Regions from separate parts of the Zea mays genome. Here region 2 is linked to region 1. Evidence: chromatin contacts called from public Hi-C data. All regions are on one chromosome and are shown on one strand. The core of a region is the stretch at or near the end of the contact, and the rest is flanking DNA. Distances in the headings are between cores, read along the strand shown. Region 1 holds the start of LOC103635794 (cation/H(+) antiporter 15). Region 2 holds the start of LOC100193296 (putative mini-chromosome maintenance (MCM) complex protein family).

Region 1 (3,897 bases), core at 397-2,896:
TCGCCCCTTCAGGTACAATGTCTCCAAGAGTTCCCCTGCACCCATTGTTGAGGTTAGAACCTGAGGTGAGGCACACGTAAGTTCTTCCTAGTTCGGTTGATTTGCTAGAATTGGTAATGATTGGTAATGTATAAATTGTTCTTTACTGTGATTCTGTGAAGGACAATCCATTTGCTCTAGCTATAATCGAACCATCTCAAATTGTTCGGAGTAGCATTCAGATTGAAAGTAGATGGGACGAGAAAGGACAAACTGGAGTACCTAAAGAATATCTTTTGTATATTCAACTAGGATTGCAGCGTGAGGATGACATTGAAAATAGGGAAAGTGAAGTTGCGACTAGTGGTAGTAGAGGGTACTTCTTCAGAGAAAATTTATGATGAAGATACTTTGGCAATTCCCGAATGTGAGTTCATATATACCAGAAGATAGGGTTATTGTATTTGACCCATTGAATCTGGTAATGAAAGTTGGTAGTTTGTATCCAAACATGAAAGTATTCAGACTCACCTGGAGAAGGCGGACGCAGAGCTCTCGAAAGAACACAACGTAGCCAGGGGTCGGTGTTTTTCCTTTGTCCTTATATGTCTTTTGCATCTGCTCTTCGTGGTTGCTCAGCCCTTTACCTTTTCCAGAGCTCCAGAGGATGTTTTCCCAAGCCCAGAAGGCCACGAAAACGGCAGAGGAGGTGAAGACGGATGTGGAAGCCAAGATGCGAGAGCTTTCGCAAGCTCGTGATGACGTCGTTGCTGCGACAACCCAGGCAATGGCTATGCTCTCGGAACGGAGCGCCGAGCTTCAGAATTTTTGTCTATTTATCAATTGTAGTGCAGGTAATTTTTTTATTTCATATCTATTTATCAATTGTTGCAATTATATTATTAAAAATCTAACTGGACCATCCATCACTAAAATCCTAGCTACGCCACTAGACCCACGTTTGAAACCCGAACTTCAAAACCGTTCTAGATTTGAAGACTACGCTGGATTAAAACTCGTCTCTGCCCCTAAATCTAGCAGGGACCCAAAATCTGACGCCTAGAGGCAAACAAGCCATCAGTAATACCGAGCCATAGAAATAACAAACATCAAAAGAATAACAGCAATACTGTACAACCCACGAATCCACGATCCATATAATTAAATAACAAATATCAAAGAATAACATACATATCCATAGCACGTAGATGATATTCATGACTAGTACACCGGAATCAACGATAATACATTGTCCGACAAGTTATGTCACATTTATATATCTTCACATTTGTAGTGGGGCTGTGTCTTAGGAGAGAGAGAGGAATACAAACAAACAGTCATTGAATCATCAACAATGCACGCTATTGTGGCAACTTTATAAGGCAAATGGGTACGCGATACTCTAAAGAAATTTGTATTGAATTTTATTTTACGGTTGTTCCGAAGCGTGTTCCAAATCTATAGTACTCAAAGAACGCAGTACACGATGCACAAATCCTATGAGTTCCCCAATCCAAATTTAGATTTACTATTCCTGAACTCACGACGCAGCCATCTTTATCGCGAAATTCATACGCTTTCCAGCCACAGAAACTCTACCGAACAACCAGAGCTCAATAAAATCTCGAGGCTATGAAGTTTTAAAACTTCTTTTGGCATGTCGCTCATTCCTCTCCCCTTCTCTGCCTCTCGCCCCGCCTACACCTACACTACACCGTGCAGACCGCCATGGAAGACACGGCCTGACGAGAAAGGGCGCAGGGCATTGTCGTCGGCGCCGGCAGGGACACGCAGGGAAGATGGACGACGGCATCGACTGCTACGTGGTCCCGCAGATCACGGGCGCCGGGCGGAACATCTTCCAGGGAGGCAACCCACTGCAGGAGTCGCTGCCGCTGCTCGGCTTGCAGCTCGTCCTCATCGTCGCCATCACCCGCGTCCTCTACTTCCTTCTCAAGCCATTCAAGCAGCCCCGCGTCGTGTCTGAGATCATGGCACGTCCATCCTAGTAGTTTGCACTTTGCAGCGACGCCATGAACGTTTTTTTGCTTTCACCAGCTTGATTGAAAGCTTTTTGGCGCAAATCAACTGAAACGTGCTGCTCTATCTGATGTGTTTCAGGGCGGCATCATACTCGGCCCGTCCATGCTGTCACGCAGCCCGGCGTTCAAGGAGACGGTGTTCCCGGCGAGGGGCGACCCGGTGCTGCACACCATCGCGACGTTCGGGCTCATGTACGTCATCTTCCTCATCGGCGTGCGGATGGACCCGATGCTCGTCGTCCGCTCCGGCAAGAAGGGCGTGATCATCGCCCTCTCCGGCTTCATCCTCCCGCTGGTCATGACCACCGCGGGCTTATCCGGCGCCGCCATGGTCGAGGAACCCGACGTAACGAGGCGTTCCACGTTCCTGTTCGCGCTGGCCACGTCGCTCTCGGTCACGTCCTTCGCGGTGCTGTCGCCGATCCTGTCAGAGCTCAACCTCCTCAACTCCGACCTGGGCCGCACCGCCATGTCGGCCTCGATGACCACCGACGGCATCGCGTGGCTCATCATGGTGGGGTACATCCTCGCCGAGGCGTTCCTCGTTTCGGCCGTGACGTCGCTCTGGGCGTTCCTCTCGGTGGCCGCGCTCGGCGCGGTCATACTGTTCGCGGTGCGCCCGGTCGCGCTCAAGGTGATCGAGCGCACGCCGCCGGGCAAGCCCGTGGACGAGAGCTACGTCTTCTTCTTCCTCCTCGTCGTGCTTCTTGTCGGATTCTACAGCGACGTTATCGGGACCAACTCGTTCCACGGCGCGCTGATGCTGGGGCTGGCGATCCCCGACGGACCGCCGCTCGGCACCGCGCTGGGGGAGAAAATTGACGCCATGGTGTCCGGCCTGATTCTGCCTCTGTACTACGCCATGACCGGCCTCAGCACCGATGTGTGGTCCCTGCATTGGGGCAGGCTGCAGCTAGTCGTGCTCCTCGGATGGTTTGGCAAGATGATCGGCGTCATGGTGCCGTCGCTGTACCTTGAGATCCCCCTCCGGGACGCCGTGTCCCTCAGCTTGTTCATGAGCTCCAAGGGCATCGTCGAGGTCATCACCTTCACCTTCTTCCTCACAAACAAGGTGATCGCTCGTACGCTGATACGACAGCTCTGCAGATGGAAGAATCAAATGCAACAACCACCAACCAATTTTGCATTTTTGTTCACATTCTTTGCGTCGGCCTTGAAACATTTGATCGGTTCTGTTCGCAGTTGATCGGCAAGAACACCTACAGCGTCCTCATGTGCTCGTCGGTGGCGATCACAGCGGTGTCAGTGCCAGTGGCGGGATGTATGTACGATCCGGCGCGGCGCTACGCCGTGTACAAGCGGCGCACCTTGCAGCACCTCAAGCCGGACGCCGACCTGCGCATATTGGCGTGCATCCACGACGAGTCCCACGTATCGGGGACGCTCGCGTTGCTCGAAGCGTCGCACGCCACGCCCCAGACGCCCATCGGACTCTACCTCCTGCAGCTCGTCGAGATCGCGGGCCGCTCCGCGCCGGTGTTCATCCCGCATAACCCCCGCCGGAACGCGTCTCGGATCGCTGCACCCAACGCGCCGTCCACCGACGTCGACCGCATCATCAACGTCTTCTTCCGGCACGAGCTCCGGCACCCGGAGGGCGCGGTGTCGGTGCACCCGTTCACCACCATCTCCCCGTACTCCTCCATGCACGACGAGGTGTGCCGCCTCGCCGTCGAGAAGCGCACGTCGCTGATCCTCCTCCACTACCACAAGCACCACTTGCTCGCCGGCGGCGTGCACGCGTCAGTTGGGCTGCGCGTCGTGAACCGCAAGGTGCTGGAGGTCGCGCCGTGCTCGGTCGCGGTGTTCGTCGACCGCAACGCCGGGAATGTGGGGCTGTGCAATTTCATTCCCG
Region 2 (3,897 bases), core at 645-3,144, 310 kb after region 1:
AATTCTATAAAGAATTTAGCGCAGCCAGTGCTTAGGACTCCATCACCCTATGCTTTTCCAAAAAAATGCAATCTTATGTTGCATGAGGACCGTTAAGTTTCGACTTAATTAATGTGCTATGTTTTCCATGCAAACATAAAAGAATGCAAAAACAAAAGCAAGTCAAAAATATGTGAATTATAAATGTAAATAAAATATAATTCACTAACGAGTCTGTATTTTTATAATAAAAACAGACAACAATCACAATATTTATCATCAGCAGTCTAAATATTCAAATTTAGATACTCAAAGCTGATAGTAATTGTGATACAAATAAATATTTGGTCTAAAATTGCAGAAAATCAAAGCTAAAATGTTAAAATCATAGAGCCAATCTGTCCAGCCAAACAAGGTGGCCCATGAGGCCCATCTAGGTGAGGTCATAAGAGTTGGTTGTAAAAACCCTAACCAGCCATTCCTTCCGGCCAGGCAGCAACGGCCATCCACAGGGCCATGGCCCGGGCGCCCTACGCGTGTGCAACTCCTGCCAGGCGTGGTTTCCCATGGCGGCGCGGCCCTAGCCGCGGCCTTCTCTGATGGGTGCGGTCTCCTGGGCGTGGCCTCTGGTGTCGCGGCCCCGGCGTGCAACCCCGGCGGGCGAGCAGCCGCCCCTAAGCGCGGGCGCGGCCTTCGACGGCTCGGTGCATGCCGGCTGCCCGACCTCCAAGGACGGCACGGCCGCTCGGCCCGGCGCAAGCGCGCGGCCCCTTCGACGACGGTGCAGGCTGCACCGACGCACGGGCACACGGCGTGGGTGCGGCCTCCCGCGGCACGGCGCGGGGGCGCGCGGGCACAGCCATCCCGGGCGAGCGCGCGGGTGTGGCCCAGACGCGGGCGTACGGCCCCCGGCCAAGTGTCGGCACGGTCTCGGCGTGCGGCCAGCCGGCGCGGCCCCGACGGCGCCGGTGCGATTGGCATGGCCCCGTCCGGCCGTGGGCGTCCCCGGCGTGGGCACGGGCCCAGCAGCCTCGGTGGCACCGGCGTGTCCCTGTCAGCCCCAGCGGTGCGGGCGCGAGGCTTCTCTGGCGGGCAGCGCTACCATCGTCTGTCCGTTAGATTGCAGCACACATGTGTGCAAGAACAGCGCCATCACCGATGAGAACCGATAGATACAAGATGATTTTGTTGCCACCAAATATAACAAAACGAGTAAGCATAAATCGGTACCATTTTTAATCTTTGTTGTGTCCAACGCAAGTGAGTGTCAGAGCAATGCATTCATGCATGATTTAGGCCATGCTCTTCTGACTTGGGGACAGTATCCAATGCGGTTGGCCATTGTTGATGCGACGCGAGGCAATCATCCATCATCATGATTAAGGCTAGAAAATTACCTCTGCAGCATCATGTCGCTGAGAACTGCTCTAGCGACTGCGTAGTTTCGTTCTCTTCTGCCGATTAACTCAGTGGAGAATCTCGTGCTGATAACGTGTTGAAGTATACTCAGTGGTAACGAGATTGAGAGAGAAACAAATGACAGAATTGTTGTCCTTTATTGCAGAGGAGCAGTTTATATACAAGTGTATACATGGTTCCCCAAGGGGTGTGACCCTTGGGTAGTAACTGCTAATGGATGGGCTTGATCACATGTGCATAATGTTTTGTAACAAAATAAACAGGGTCTGTGATCCAAAGCCCATGGAACGCGGAATCCGACTATGTGAGAGCCCGCGTGGCCGCCTCACCCAACCCAACGAGTCTGCTGTCCCTGCGGGCTGCGGCCCTGTCCGCGAACCGGAGCGCGCGAAGACCACATCTTCCCGCCACACTGCGCGTTAACTCCCGCCAAAACGCCGCTTTCACCCCCACCCTTACAGTTACCCCAATCCAAATCCGGTCGCCTGCCGCAGCCCCATTCCCGCGCCCCGACCTTTCCTGTACCATCCCCGCTGGCCCGCTCGCTCTCTTCCGGCCTCGCGTTCCGTCTCCGAAGCCGCAGGCAGCCATGGACGTCAACGAGGAGGCAATGGCGGCGCACAAGCGCGCCTTCCTCGACTTCCTCGACCAAGACGTAAGTCCCCTCGCCGACCCTAGCGCCGCCGCCGGTTCTCGCTGGGTCCTCGGCTGACGTTCCTGCCTACCACCGCAGGTCGGGAAGGGGGTTTACATGCAGGCCGTCCGCGACATGGTCCAGAACAAGCGCCACCGGCTCATCATCGGCATGGACGACCTCCGCAACCACAACCTCGATCTCGCCCGCAGGTGCGCAGCCGCTGCCTTCCCTCGCTCTCTCCTTGATCGTGCGTTTCTGTTGCTACGTTGGGCAAGTTCCTCCCTTCCTGACTGATGCGGTCTGCCCTTGCGTGTGAATAGGGTGATTCGGAGCCCCGGGGAGTATATGCAGCCTGCGTCGGACGCGGTTTCGGAGGTAGCGAAGAACCTTGATCCCAAATTTTTGAAGGAAGGGGAGCGGGTGATGGTGGGCTTCTCGGGTCCGTTCGGGTTCCACAGGGTCACGCCCAGGGATCTCATGTCCTCCTTCATCGGCACCATGGTCTGCGTTGAGGGCATCGTCACCAAATGTAATGTCTCATTCCCTTTCAGCAGATGGACCGCATTGTTGTCATGCTCTGGTTCCACTCATATATTGCTTGTTGGGTGCCCGTCTTTCACACGGTACCAGGTCGTGTTGTCAGTGTCTTTTGAACTCTACCATTTTTCCTGCTGGTGCTTAGAAGGTTTGTGGTAATTCAATTGATACCTCTGTGGTAAAGGAAACTGCAAAGCAGAATGCGTCTTTGTCCTTGTTAACTGGTCAGTAAAAAGTGAACATGAATGATAACGTCAAAATTTCTGAGCTCCTTGAGTTTTGAAACTTTAGTATTGACCTCTGTTGGTTCATCCCTTGTGCTATTTATACATCATACTAATCCGATGCTAACTACTTGGTCTTTCAAATTATTACTCCATGCCAGCAATTTACTAGTAGTGTTCAAGCACTGGTGGACACCATGTTTTTAGTGAAGTATCTGCACACCTTTGGGTGCTAATATTACTTTTCCTTCTGAAAAAAAAACAGGTTCATTGGTAAGGCCAAAAGTTGTTAAGAGTGTTCACTTTTGCCCTGTGACTGGGGCCTTTCTCTCGCGTGAATATAGAGACATCACTTCTTTTGTAGGCTTGCCTACTGGCTCTGTTTATCCAACAAGGGTATGCTCCCACTATTTGCTCTCTGTACTTTCATTCAATCAACCCCTTTGGCACTGTGGTTGTAATGCTGTTCAATCTGGAATGGCTAGGATGACAACGGCAACTTGTTGGTCACCGAGTATGGAATGTGTGAATATAAGGATCACCAGACATTGTCCATGCAAGAAGTGCCTGAAAATTCTGCACCTGGACAGCTTCCAAGGACTGTTGATGTTATTGTAGAAGATGATCTTGTAGATTGTTGCAAACCTGGCGACCGTGTCTCAATTGTTGGTGTGTACAAGGCTCTACCAGGGAAAAGCAAGGGAAGTGTTAGTGGTGTGTTCAGGTTAGTTCAGCTATGACCCTCACCAAAGCTGGCTTCAACCTACCTATTTCGAAAGTATGACGTGTTTTTGTATTACTATGTCTGTAGAACTGTCCTTATTGCAAATAATGTGTCGCTTCTTAACAAAGAGGCAAATGCACCTGTGTATACTCGGGAAGATTTGAAGCGTATGAAAGAAATATCAAGGAGAAATGACACCTTTGACTTACTGGGAAACTCACTTGCTCCGTCCATTTATGGCCATCTATGGATAAAGAAGGCAGTAGTACTATTGATGCTTGGTGGTGTTGAAAAGAATCTAAAAAATGGAACTCACTTGAGAGGGTAAGTGATGTTTCAGATCATTACAGATACATGATTTTGTTGATTGTGTTTTA

The links. A called contact is a pair of places that touch in the nucleus more often than the background predicts.
Region 2: a contact with region 1 is called in a Hi-C map of ear, with 2.9 times the contacts expected there. The contact joins the promoter of LOC100193296 here to the promoter of LOC103635794 in region 1. A contact is called at or near these places in 2 of 25 Hi-C or Micro-C datasets (ear and tassel).

The regions. Positions count from the first base shown.
Region 1 is chr8:121,263,770-121,267,666 of Zm-B73-REFERENCE-NAM-5.0, forward strand. It overlaps LOC103635794 (cation/H(+) antiporter 15), which reads left to right and starts at 1,647. Exons shown (of 3, transcript XM_035961755.1): 1 at 1,647-1,973; 2 at 2,101-3,093; 3 at 3,225-3,897. The coding sequence starts at 1,779.
Region 2 is chr8:121,572,261-121,576,157 of Zm-B73-REFERENCE-NAM-5.0, forward strand. It overlaps LOC100193296 (putative mini-chromosome maintenance (MCM) complex protein family), which reads left to right and starts at 1,895. Exons shown (of 16, transcript NM_001138435.2): 1 at 1,895-2,053; 2 at 2,132-2,244; 3 at 2,356-2,564; 4 at 3,062-3,192; 5 at 3,282-3,520; 6 at 3,608-3,844. The coding sequence starts at 1,988.